Linked DNA regions of Ovis aries: regions 1 and 2 are each linked to region 3. The links are chromatin contacts, called in public Hi-C maps. All regions are on one chromosome and are shown on one strand. Each heading gives the region's core, a stretch centred on a gene start, on an enhancer-like site or on the middle of the called end of the contact. The rest is flanking DNA. Distances are from core to core; before and after follow the strand shown. Region 1 holds the start of LAMTOR3 (late endosomal/lysosomal adaptor, MAPK and MTOR activator 3). Region 2 holds the start of H2AZ1 (histone H2A.Z). Region 3 holds the start of TRMT10A (tRNA methyltransferase 10A).

The links. A called contact is a pair of places that touch in the nucleus more often than the background predicts.
Region 1: a Hi-C map of hypothalamus shows a contact between it and region 3, with 4 times the contacts expected there. The contact joins the promoter of LAMTOR3 here to the promoter of TRMT10A in region 3. A contact is called at or near these places in 4 of 16 Hi-C or Micro-C datasets (blood, hypothalamus and muscle).
Region 2: a contact with region 3 is called in a Hi-C map of hypothalamus, with 2.9 times the contacts expected there. The contact joins the promoter of H2AZ1 here to the promoter of TRMT10A in region 3. A contact is called at or near these places in 5 of 16 Hi-C or Micro-C datasets (hypothalamus, liver, muscle and 2 more).

Annotation. Positions count from the first base shown.
Region 1 is chr6:25,120,357-25,124,730 of ARS-UI_Ramb_v3.0, reverse strand. LAMTOR3 (late endosomal/lysosomal adaptor, MAPK and MTOR activator 3) reads right to left here and starts at 2,897. Exons shown (of 7, transcript XM_004009674.4): 1 at 2,806-2,897; 2 at 2,459-2,504. The coding sequence starts at 2,467.
Region 2 is chr6:25,066,227-25,070,778 of ARS-UI_Ramb_v3.0, reverse strand. It overlaps H2AZ1 (histone H2A.Z), which reads right to left and starts at 1,837. Exons shown (of 5, transcript NM_001009270.1): 1 at 1,731-1,837; 2 at 1,210-1,287; 3 at 815-928; 4 at 334-463; 5 at 1-85. The coding sequence starts at 1,733. The coding sequence ends at 24.
Region 3 is chr6:25,389,448-25,393,604 of ARS-UI_Ramb_v3.0, reverse strand. It overlaps TRMT10A (tRNA methyltransferase 10A), which reads right to left and starts at 2,054. Exons shown (of 8, transcript XM_015096398.3): 1 at 1,911-2,054.

The sequences.
Region 1 (4,374 bases), core at 1,648-4,147, 270 kb after region 3:
GTAAGTTGAGTAACCTCGTGAAACTCAGTTTTCTTACATGACTAAAGACACATGACAAAGTGTGTCAAGCATTTAGCATGGAACATAATTATGACTAAAAAAATTATAAGACTACTTTGTCTCATTATACTCTCTCATCTGGGGAATTTCACTGACAGTCCAGGTAGCAATCATGAGTTCTACATAGGTAAATCAGATACATGTTCTTTTGACCCTCTAATTCCTACTACTCTCCAAACCTGAATGTTCATTTTAGTTCATGCTATCACCACCAGCTTACCTTTGCTCTCATCTTAAACACGAAATCACAAAACCCATCATTTTTCATCCAAAATCTAGATTTCCTCAATCTCTTCCTGTGTCCACTAATGGCACTACTGTTCCCTGTTACTTAGCTTTGAAACTTAAGGTAATATAATAACCCTAAACTCCCATGTGTCACTTTAAAAACCACTTGTGAAGTCAAGTATTTTTAAACTGATGTTCTCCTCTCCTTTTCGGATGACATTACAATTTAGGTTCATTTTAATATTTATGACTTACACCAGCCTCCCAATTGGTGTGATGGTCTATCACTTCTATCTCACACATGTCTACACAAAGCCAATAATCATATAATTCTCCTTCTCTAAATGGACAATTGCAGTGACTCTCAACCCTGGCTATGGACAACACTTGCAGAGTATAAAAAGAACTTTGACGTCTGTATTGGAAATGCTCCCCAGAGCATTCCCCATGCAGCCAAGATCAAGAACCAATGTTTGAATGGCTCTCCACTGTTTACCGAATTGTGGACGGATCCTGGAGATATCTGAGGCTCTCTACAATATGGATGGGCTACAACACATTTTATAGTCCTGCTTCCTACCACTCGCTCATACACTTCCTCAGCTCCAGATGAAATGGGCTATTCACAGCTCTGCAACACACATCTTTCTGTTTCCTATCTTTAACTTTGCTCATGCTTTCATTCTAACTATTAATAGTAATACCCTCTAGATCTTACTTTTAAAAAAAAATGCTACTCATCAATTAGAGCTAATCTCAACCACCAAATACTCCAAACAGGCTTCCCTGATAAAGACAAACTGATGTAATCCCTCTCTTCTCTGAATTTTCACACAATAATGTATGCATAGCTATGATCACTTGCCTATTGTACTTTTTTTTTAACCTTTAAAAATCCTTAAGGAGAGAAATTATACCTTAGTTATCTTTATTTCTCCCACAGCCCTTATTAGAACAATCTTTTCAAGGGAGATGCTCAAAAGAATTCAGTGATTTGATTAAGCCTGGAGAATAAGGCCTCAAAAATATACTGGAAGACACCCAAAAATGGAGTGATAAAGACATAAAAAGTTGCTAAATGTTGAAACACATAATCCTGCAACCTAAAAGAAAAATCAGATTCATACTGTTGAATAATCATTTAGTGTAGTTAAGAACATGGATTCTGGAGTCTGCATGGGTTGGTATCCTGACTCAGCAACAAACTAGCTGTGTAATCTGAGGAAGTTACTAGATCTTTCTGTGACTTAGCATCTTCATCTATAAACACAGTGATTAACAGTGCATATCTCATGAAAGTTATTGCAATAATTAAATGAGTATCTGTTCAATGTTCCAAAGAATATTTAGTGTATATATAAACAAAATGTGTGTGTTAGTTGCTTAGTGGTGTCGGACTCTTTGCAACCCCACAGACTGCAGCCCATCAGGTCCCTCTGTCCATGGGATTTTCCGGGCAAGAACACTGGAATGGGTTGCCATTTCCTTCTCCAAAAGGAATTATAGAAAGAAAGTGAAGTCGCTCAGTCGTGTCTGACTCTTTGTGACCCCATGGACTGTAGCCTACCAGGCTCCCCCATCCATGGAATTTTCCAGGCAAGAGTACTGGAGTGGGTTGCCATTTCCTTCTCCAATATAAACAAAATAACAGTATGTAAAAATATAACAGTATGTAAAATATAAACAAATATAAACATTAATAATATTAATTCCCTGTTGTTTCCAGAAACTAGTACAATAAAGTTTCCTAAATTTAGAATTTTAATTGTATTGCTGTGTTAAAAAGGCAATGGTTATAAATCATCTGAAATTGCTACAGTGAACCCAAAGAGACTTAACTGGAAAAGGATTCAGAGCAGCAAATCATCATTTAGAAACTGAAATGGTAAATATGCAGAATCTGTCTTATGCCCGCAGAACTGGGGCGTAGGAAAAATAAAATTGTCTCAACCTCAGGCACCTTTAAGTGTCTTCCACCCCCATTCCAGGCAGAAACTCAGGGCCCCGAAAATTACTCCTATTAGTCTCTGACTTCAGATCCTAGACAAAGTAATTGGAGGGAAGCGGTAAAACGAAACAAATTTGTATTTGGGAAGCGCTCTCTCCCCACCCAGTAGTCTCAACCTACTCTCCACTCTCTCCTTCCTCTTATATGGGGGTGTTAACTCACATCCGCCATGATGAACCCCTTTCTCCCGCAGGATCAATCTCCACGCCTGAAAGAGAAACTCCGGGTGACTCTCCCCTCAAGACTTCCTCTCCCTCCCCACCCCCAACCTAATAAGCAGTGTCAGCTCTCCGCTGGGTCAGGCAAGGATCCACGGCTCCAGGGCTCCAGCCAAGGAGGCTGATTGGAGTCGGAATTCCCAAATACTCAGCCGGGTAACCGAGATGCCTGACAGCCCACTAACCCCCAAAATCCAAGCCCAAACGGGAGGCGAAAGCGGCATCTTCTCTTCCGTCTCACCACCCGTGCCACTTGCGGCCTATGCCACCGGGCAAAGTGGCTGCAGTTACCTGGGTTTCTGGGTTGCCTGTTTCTCTGAACTGCCACTTCAGGGACAACTTCTGGGACAGGTTCCTCTAAAAGCCGCAGTCACATGATTTGTGACCTCTTCTGTGCTCCCGGAAGCACTTCTCAAGACACCGTCGCTAGGTGACTAGGGATTTCCGGGGCGGTACTTCGACAAGGGAGCGCGCATTTGCGCGATAAGCCCCGGTCCACTCACCGCGGGTTCCTTTTGCATCTGTGAGGAGTTCAGGCTGTCCCAGACCTCTGCACTTGAATAGAGATTGCTTTGCTTTGAGATCCCGGAACCCTGAAGATTCCCAGAAAACGCAAGCAAGAAAACGTATTTGTTTGAGGCGGGTGCATAAATTTCATTATTTTTTTCTTGTGGTCCGTTATCTTAAAACCTCTTCTTGTAGATGAATACATTTAAAGGGGGTGGTGTTACATACTGAACAGCAAGCCCCAGGTCCGTCGGTCTCTGATCGTAATTTATTAATCTTTTGGCTTCCCGTGGGAGCTACCCTCGTACTGTGACTTGTCTGGATTGAATCAAGGATCCTTGAGCTTTCTGGAGATCTCCTCTGTGCGTACATCAAGCTTTTACATATGCAGACATGGAGCAACCTTCTTTCATTGGCTCTTTATTCAGAAGACCATACTTTTTTAAAAAATTTAAATTTATTTTAATTGAAGGCTAATTGCTTTATAATATTGTATTGGTTTTGCCATACATCAACATGAATCCGCCACGGGTGTACCCCTATTACCAATCCTGACCGCCCCCCCCACCGCTACTATACCTCTGGGTCATCCCAGCGCACCAGCCCCAAGCATCCTGTATCCTGCATCGAACCTAGACTGGCGATTCGTTTCTTATATGATATTATACATGTTTCAATGCCATTCTCCCAAATCATCCCACCCTCTCCCTCTCCCACAGAGTCCGAAAGACTGTTCTATATATCTGTGTCTCTTCTGCTGTCTCACATACAGGATTATCATTACCATCTTTCTAAATTCCATATATATGTGTTCATATACCGTATTGGTGTTTTTCTTTCTGGCTTACTACACTCTATAATCGATTCCAGTTTCATCCACCTCATTAGAACTGATTCAAATGTATTCTTTTTAATGGCTGAGTAATATTCCATTGTGTATATGTACCACAGCTTTCTTATCCTTCATCTGCTGATGGACATCTAGGTTGCTTCCATGTCCTGGCTATTATAAACAGTGCTGCGATGAACATTGGGGTACACGTGTGAAGAAGACCGTACTTTTAAGAACTGTCTATAATTTTTTATTTGGTGCATTGCTTGTTTGCACATTGCACATTGCACATTGGTAGGAAAATGAGGTCTAGGGGAACTTCTTTTCCACAGATCATCAAGTTCAGTTCAGTTGCTTAGTCCTGTCCCAGTCTTTGTGACCCCATTGACTTCAGCACGCCAGGCTTCCCTGTCCACCAATTCCCAGAACTTGCTCAAACTCCTGTCCATTGAGTCAGTGGTGCCATCCAACCATCGCATCCTGTGTCATCCCCTTCTCCTCCTGCCTTCAGTCTTCCCCAG
Region 2 (4,552 bases), core at 588-3,087, 320 kb after region 3:
ATAATAAGGAATCCAGGCATCCTTTAGACAGTCTTCTGTTGTCCTTTCTTTCCAATCAGAGATTTGTGGATGTGTGGAATGACACCTAGAAAAGGGATAAAATAACATACTACTTTAAAACCAAGAGTTTAATGTTCAACTTGGAAGATGTCTTTCAATGTAAGCGCAGAGTAAAAATTCAGAAGTACGTAAGAGAAATCAAATTTCATGATGCAACCATACTACAGATCAATGAAAATATACTGTGTCCTCTTTTAGACTGAAAATTACTAGAGGGAAATTTAAAAGCAAATTCTTTTCTCTAGAGAAATTTATAAGTTAATATTTACATACCACCACCAGCAATTGTAGCCTTGATGAGAGAGTCCAATTCTTCATCTCCACGAATAGCAAGTTGCAAATGACGAGGGGTAATACGCTTTACCTTCAAGTCTTTCGATGCATTTCCTGCCAATTCAAGTACCTAGAAGGCAAAATGCGATCAATCTCCTTCCAACTTTCATTAACGTCAAGATCCAGACAAGAATCAAACCTTCATGATGAAGGTATATCTACCAACTGTCATCTCCCCCACTACCTGAATGGCAAGATAAGCAAAAGCCATAAAGAGGGCACGCAATTTTATTTCCTAAGGCCGCAAAGTCAAGCTCAGGAGGATCCCCATCATGATCACCAGCCCCCTCTAGCGTTGTCGGAAGCTTCTCGCTGCGTACAGAGCCTGGGAGTTTTCTTGCATCACTTTCCTCCTTCCCTCTCGCCGCCTCCCCCCACCCCCTCCCAACCTTTTCCAGATTATAGGCGTACACCCATTTACCTCTGCGGTGAGGTACTCCAGGATGGCTGCGCTGTACACAGCGGCAGTCGCGCCCACACGTCCATGGCTAGTCGTCCTAGATTTGAGGTGTCGATGAATACGGCCCACTGGGAACTTCGTTTTTAGCATACACAAACATAAATGCACAAAGATAGACGAGCCAAAGATAATTAATTATACGCGCGCCAAAGGCAGGGTCATGGACGCCGGTGCAGCAACGCGCCCCACCACAGACACACGTGATCGCCCCCCCCCGATATTTATTGCATCGGTAAACCAAGTCGCGACACTATCACCCACGCAAAGACGAAACGCTCATCTAGAGCGATGATAAACAAGAGAGGAAAAGGAAAGAAAAACGCCACGATTCCCAGAATGCACGAACAACCACTGACCTGCAAACCGGCTCTCTGCGAGCGGGAAACCGCCTTTGTCTTGGCCTTTCCGGAGTCCTTCCCAGCCTTACCGCCAGCCTGCGGCGCGCACACGCCCGCGAGCGAAGGAGGAACGCAGAATATAGGATTACCAGAGCAGCGCGCCCTTCCCCCACCGCGCCGCGGCTCGGGCGCGAGCGCGGCCCCGTGCCCAGCCGGGGTCTCCGGCCCGCGGCGCGCCGCAAGGGCGACCCCGCCCGCCCGTCCCCCGCCGCGCGCTCGGCGCGGCCGCGCGCCTCGGTCCGCCTGCTCGCCGCCCGCCGGCCCCCAGCGGCGCTGCGCGCGCCACCCAACCGTCACCGCCCGCCGCGAGATCCGAGGCTGCTCCGCTCGCCGCCGACAAAACACCTCCCCTTGCTCTTCCAAATCCTGTCTCCGCGCGTTCCCAACCGTCGCCGCTTCACCCCCATCTCCGTGTGTAACGGGTTTTTCTCCCGCCGGCAAAAACCCGCGGAGTCTTCGAGCGTCTCCACCAAGTTTACCATTTCGAATTCTGCTGAAGCTCAAACAAGCAAAGCAGAGAAAGGACTAGTCAGACACCCAGCGAGAACCAGCCGCCTACTCCTTCGTCGCACCGCGATTCAAACTGCGCTGTCTCCCGCCTTCCCCGCTCCCTTTATACTGCAGAATGTTCCCTCATCCGGGAACTCGGATTGCTCATCCCACCAATGGCTGCCCCCCGCCCTCGGGACGCGTCCTTGAAGCTTCAGCCAATGAGAAAGCGAAGAAAAGGGCGGAGGGGCGGGCGCTTCACAGCTCGAATCCCTATTGGAGCATGCGGAAGGAGGGGGGGAGGGCGGAGGGATTGGAACTGGGGAGAAGAAGGGCACAGCGGCGGGAGGGAAGAAACAGAGCGAGCTATGCTGCGGGAGCTAGGCGAGCCCCCCCCAACCCCGCCCCGGCTGTGGTCACGTGTCCGAGAGGCGGAGTTGAGAGGCTCAGGGGAGGGGCACGCAGTATCGCGCACCCTACCATCACCCGTTCGCCTTCGTCTCCTAGCCTGATTCCAGAGACCACGTGAAGTCTCCGCGGGGTCTAGCGCGCCCCACTTCCTGCCCTCCCCTTCCAAATGAGCGCCTCGAAGGCAGAGACCCAGCAGTCCACAGCCTTCTCCCGAGGCCCGGGGTACTCTTTTCCCTGGTACCCTCAGCATCGCCCAGCTTTTTCAGTCTGACAGGTGGCGCGAACGCGTCCGGTGAGAGGAGCCCCAATTCCTTCCCTGACCACAGTCTTGATAGTGATTTCAGTCTTCTAACCCCCCTGGGCGAGTCTCGAGCCACCGACTGATCATGATCCACTGCTCCCACGTCATTTTCAGTTCTAACTCCCTCGTCTTTCCTCACCATTTTTGAATGCCTTAACCACCCCCTCCACCCCAGTGGGATACTTTCACGGGAAAAACGGTGATGAAAGCCCCCTTGCTGGTCAGAAAAGACACTTCAGTCTACCCCTAGAGGGCTTGGAGTGAGACGATATTCTTCAATCAAATCATAACCCGTGTCTTTCTGGAGATTACACATCAATGGGTTGTACCTATAGCCTGGTGTCTAAAGTTGATTTAATGAAACCTCAAAGCTATTCTGTATCAACTTTTCTATGCTAAACAGTTTGCTACATGACAAATGTTCTGTAAATGTCAGTGGGGTAACTTCTAACGTGATTCAAGGACAGTTACAGATGGTCCATGTAATCAGTTGCAAATGATGGGCTTAAAAAATAGTACTGTACACACAGCACTATCATAATGCCAGCTACATAGTCGTCCAACTAATAGATTAATAACACCTGTGTACATGTCCAGCTGCTTGAAGACAGTAATGATCTGTCTTTTATATTTATAGCATTTAATAGTGTATTACATATTAAATATATTTCTGATGTCCAAAAGTTTTAATATATGTATTCTCAAGTACTGTAGTTTGAGTTTCAGTTTGAAAGATTTTATCCAATTAGAGGACCCTTCCATAGCTGGTAGATAAGTAAGTTCCAGTGAAGGAGTTCCCAACAATTTGACAGAGAGTTTTGTTATTTTCTTCCCCTTACAAATGAGAAATTTTTACATTGTAATCAGTAGCAAGAGTTAATCAGTTCTCCCACTGAATTGTTACAATGACATTTAAAAACTGTGAAACCTGATGTAATAGTTACTCTGAGCTCTGCTGAGGCTTCCTGATATGTACTTTAGAAACCGACATTAATACCTTTTCCAGTTTGGATAATATGTACTCTTTCCTATGAGATCCAGCTAAAGGAATTCACTGTTGCCTCACTGAACCGTGCTTAAGAGAATGTGCTCTGGAGCAAGAAGACGAGAACTCTGCTCTGCTTCCTTCTCAGTGTGTCATCTTAGTTACTTTTTGGAGCTTCAAGTTTCTCTTCGATGAAAAGAGTACAGTAACGCCTATTCTCAGGTAGTTGTTGAAAGAGTAAAGGAGAGGTATGCAATGTATGCTCCAACGTGTGTTTGTCACATAGCAGCAGATGATAATGATGGTGTCCTCTGCATTGGATGTGGGGAAGGATGAAATAAAGTATCTTTGATTCCTAAATCTTTTCCTCTGTCTACCACACCGTCTTCCTTGGACATGAAAGTAAAAAGCCGCAATGCAAGCCTGAAACCCACCTAGGCCCCCTGCATTGGGAGAGCAGAGTCTTAGCCACTGGGCTGCCAGGGAAGTCCCCACTTTAATTTTAGATTGCCTATCACTTGCTGAAATGGATCTTAACTGTTACAGTAAGGCAACAACCTAAATCTTGGGGAAAGAAAGCACACTTTACTCTGCAGCACTGAGAAACCCATCACTATTTCTGAGAAGGGGAGAATACAGTGTTCCTCAATTTGAAGGTACTAATTTAGCATGGAGTAAAAGCCAAATCATAAAAGAGAAAATTTTTGTGAGAAGACTGATGTATGTCATAAAGCTGATGTATGTCATTTAGGTATGAACCCTAAAACCATGTAACACTGAAACCAAGACAAGGATGTAAAATCTTGAAGGAAGACTGAGTAATATTTACTAACTCGGTGTGGCATTTAAGAAAGCGTAGGAAGGATAAAGTGTAAATGAGAAAGGGCATACAAGAAGATCCTCAGGTTTTTTAGATTGATGGTTCAGGATATGAAGTAGCATCTATAGAAATGAAAATGCCAAAAGGGTAGACATGGATGAGCAGAGGAGAGAAGAAAGAGGAAAGCCAGGAACGTTATGAAAAGTTTAAGCTGCCATTCGGGGAATCCAAGTGGAATTTTCTAGTAAGTATGCTGACAATGAGGGCAAGAGTTTGTGAAAGAAAAATTTTCAAA
Region 3 (4,157 bases), core at 805-3,304:
TGGAGAACACAAGCCAAACATGCGGCCTTTAAGGCACAATTAAAAATCAGAGGAAACAAATTGCTTTCTTCATGAAATTGATTAATATTGTAGGACAGAGTATTTCTATCATCAGTGGCATCGTTTTTCACTAGTTTCCTACGATGGTCAAAAGAGCAAGTGTTGATTGGCTCTAGACTGAAAATTTTTAATATAACAAAGTACAGCAAAGTTTTACAACTCATGCACACCAGGGGGAGCTGTCGCCTTTCCCAAGAAGTCCAAGTTAAATTTAATTTGCTTATCATTGCATACTAATACTTTTTAAAAGCCTATCAAATACAAAGGTCATGAGCTTGTCAAAATCATCACTGCTATTTTAAAAGTTATTTCCAATTAAGAAAAAGGAATGTAGTAAAAGAAAATTTTTTAAAGCTCTGAATAAGCTAGATACATTGCAGGGAATGATGCAATGATCAAGCATCAAATGATGCTAGATTGAGATCCTTTCATTATTGCTTTCAACACACTTTACAAACACACGGACCAACTCCTACTGCCTGTAACATACAGTAAGCATTTAACTATACACTAGTTTGTTCAGATTAACCTGTTGAGTAAAATATAAACACCATGGCAGATTTGCATTCGTCCCTCACATGCAGTGCTATTCACAGCAGATTTTAATTCATTCACCAGGTTCAACCAACTTTGTAGCAATTACAGAAATAATTGTGCCAAATTTAGTTTACTTGAGCACTGAATTGCTTTAAATGGTTTAGTTAGATATAGATTATCTAGTGGTTTTATGAAACTATGGATAAAGATAACTAAGTCAATTTTGTGTGGGATAGATAGATTTAAAAAATTGTATCTCTATTATCCTTGTATTTCCACTTCTTAGCACAACTCCTGGCAGGGACAATACACATCATGAGTTGTGACTGGCCGAAAGTTAAAAAAAACAAACAAACAAACAACTCACAGCTTTATTGATTGGGCTAAAGTCTTAATAATTTATAACACAGTCTCCTTTTCAGAAACATCCAAAGGAATGTCGAAATAACCGGAGAACGGAATTAAATGACCTAACGGTGGTAAAGAAGGAATACCTTTTTAAAATGCGCGGGCCAGATTTGCAATAACGACTCAGTTCAGCTGTGAGGTCCCTTAGGCAGAGGCCTGGGCCATGATGGGGAAAGGCGGAGGATTTATAACAAAAAAAAGCGAGAAATATGCCATTGCTATCCTCTGTGTATCTCTAGAAAAATTCCTGAATTTAAACACAAAATGTTTCAGGGAAATTCGGTAACACCTCGGACTTCTTAAAACCACGGTGGGGCCTACCAGCACCTGCGGCAACTTTCCCCTGGCCTCTTCCCACATTTCACAGCGCTGAGAGACATCAGCCCTCGTAGGAAAAATGAGGGAAATGAGGGAAAACGAGGTTTAAAGACGAAAAGCGACTTGCCCACGGTCTCTTGCCAATAAGTGGCACAACCACAACTCGTTTTCCGGCCTTTCAGAGTCCAAATTTCCCTCTCCTTTCATTCTTGGGAAGCGAACACACTTCACATACTAGGACCCGTATCTTGACCCCCCAAACAGAAGTCGACAGCAAGAGGTCCTCTACTAGTGAGCAGAACCGAGCCCGACTCTCGCCTCCATGTCACACACGCGCGGACGCACTCCAGAGGCGGGGTTAACTTGCAGCCGACGAATCAGAAAGCTGTTTGGCGAGCCGAAGGGGCGCGCGCTCTCTGACGTCACTTCCTTCCGGAGCTGGTCTTTGCTACCATTTTCCATTATCCCACTTACCTCTTCCCCGGAAGCCCTATTGCTAGTGGAAGGCGGGATCGGCACGAGCTCCTTTTGCTCGCGGATTATATCAAAAGGTAGACGAGCGCAAGCCTCCGCGCCAAGAAACTTACCGAACAGAGGAGTTGTCGGGGAATCTGATAACCTCTCAGAAAGCTTTTTGTAGTGGTATTTACCACTCTAGAAGGTCCTCTTTCGGAAACTTCAACTCCCAGAGGCAGAGCCGGTAGCTACACGTAGAAGGCTACGGAGGTTACGTCTTTCGTCAGCCCACTGCGCCAATTCCGGACCCGCAGTGGGAGAAAGGGGCGGGGTTTGTGTGGGGCGGGGTCTGGGGTTAGGATTTCTGGAGTGGGAGGTGTTTGAGTAGTAATACCTGTTTTTCCAATTCAAGGCAGGCATACACCTGCAGGCATTTATTCATATGTCCTCGTGGACGTGGCGAGGGATGTTAAAACATTCCTACTCTTAAAAATGGCCAACACTAATAAAGGGCTTATAATTCTTCCATGTTTGAGATGAGAGGAAAGCATCTCTTGCCTGAATTATTTGTATTTATAATACAGGAGGTTTTCAGTATCATAATTTTACACAACTCAAGTGGAAAATTAGATTTTAAAAGTGAATCAAGCTCCCAATAAGAGGTAATTAAATCTAGAATGTTTACGCCTTTTCTTCCATGTAACCATAAGTCTTACTCTCCATTCATTCCTTGAGCTGTTTTTCATATACTGTTTTGTAAGACATCTGGTGACGTTTCATTGTTTATAATGCCTGACTTTACTATGTAACCTTTTTGATATATATATGGATCAAGTCACCTAAGGGAGAGCTGTAACATAATCCGGTTGATGGTCATTTTCTATATAGTTTTTAATTTGGTCCTACTTCTAATAAGTGATTATTGCAGAATTCGAAGATAAGAGTGATGTTTGAATCAGTGAATAGAAGACTGCCATCTCAGTATGGAAAGAACTCTGGAGTGATTTATACTTGATATTTGAAAATATTCTAACATGTTTAAAGGTTTCTGTGAATAGGAAATTCCAGACTTAACTTTTCTGAAAGAATTAAAATGTCTGTAAATTTAGTTACAAAACTGAAGTCACTCTTGTTTTAAACAGTCAAATTTTACTTGAAAAACTGTCACTGCAACATGGTTGTAGGCCACTCTCTGTTTCCTCATTATGTCAAGTCCAAAAGATCTTTTAACTAAGAATTGGCAAAGAAGTCTGGATCCATTTCTGATCTGTTAGTAGGGCATCTTTTTTCAGCTACCTCCATATCAGGCCAAAGAGTAGCTGAAGGAGGATTAGTAATTGGATATTTAGCCCTTCACATGTAGGTCATTAAGCTCAGGCTGGCATAGTGATGTGCCAGAACTTTCAACAGCTGTTCAGTTGCCCCTCAGGGATCTGTTTTGTGAATAATAACATATTTTTCAGAGCTAATACCTGATACCCTTATTAAAACAAAAATTTTAAGTTACTTAAAAAACCCTCTTATGTTTTCTTTTGACATAGCCATTTAACTTTGTAGTCATAGGGTGTGAAGTTTAAAATGGTTCTAGTATCATCCAAAGAAAGCACTAGCAAAAAATGGACAATTTAACCAAAGATATAGAAAGCATATAGAAAATACAGGAAGGCAAAAACCACAATATGAAACAGTATTATTTTCATTAATTTGTAAAACTCATTTATTTATTTATTTGACATACTTGTTGAGTCCCATGGTTTTTTTTTTTTTTTTTTTTTTGTCTTAGTATTGTTGATACAAAGATAACTAAATTGTGATCTTTGTTCTTGAGGAATCCTTAGTCTAATGGGAGAGCTGGTGTTAAATATCATACAATATAATGTACTTGAGATGCCTGTACATGGAAAGAAGCAACTAAGTGTTCCTGGAGGTGAGTGACATAGTTTCAGAAATTGAATAATTTGTTCTGTCTTGAAAAGTAAATAGATCTTCAGATATCAAGATGGAAAAACTATTTTAAATATTGGCAACAGTGAAAGCAAAGACATGTCATAGTTTGGTACATGACTGATAAGCTGTGGTTAGGATGAGAAAGGAGGAGGAAAGACTGACCCTAAGGGTTTTTCTAATTTAGACAACTGTGATAGCCCCTCAGTCATGTCTGACTTTTTGTGACCCCAGGGACTGCAGCCTGCCAGGATTCTCTGCCCTTGGGATTTTCCAGGAAATAATACTGGTGGGTTGCCATTTCATTTTCCAGGGGATCTTCCCAATGCAGGGATTAAACCTGGGTCTCCTGCATTGCGGGCAGTTTCTTTACCATCTGAGTTCTAATTTGGACAACTGCTACTGCTGCTGCTAAGTCGCTTCAGTCGTGTCCA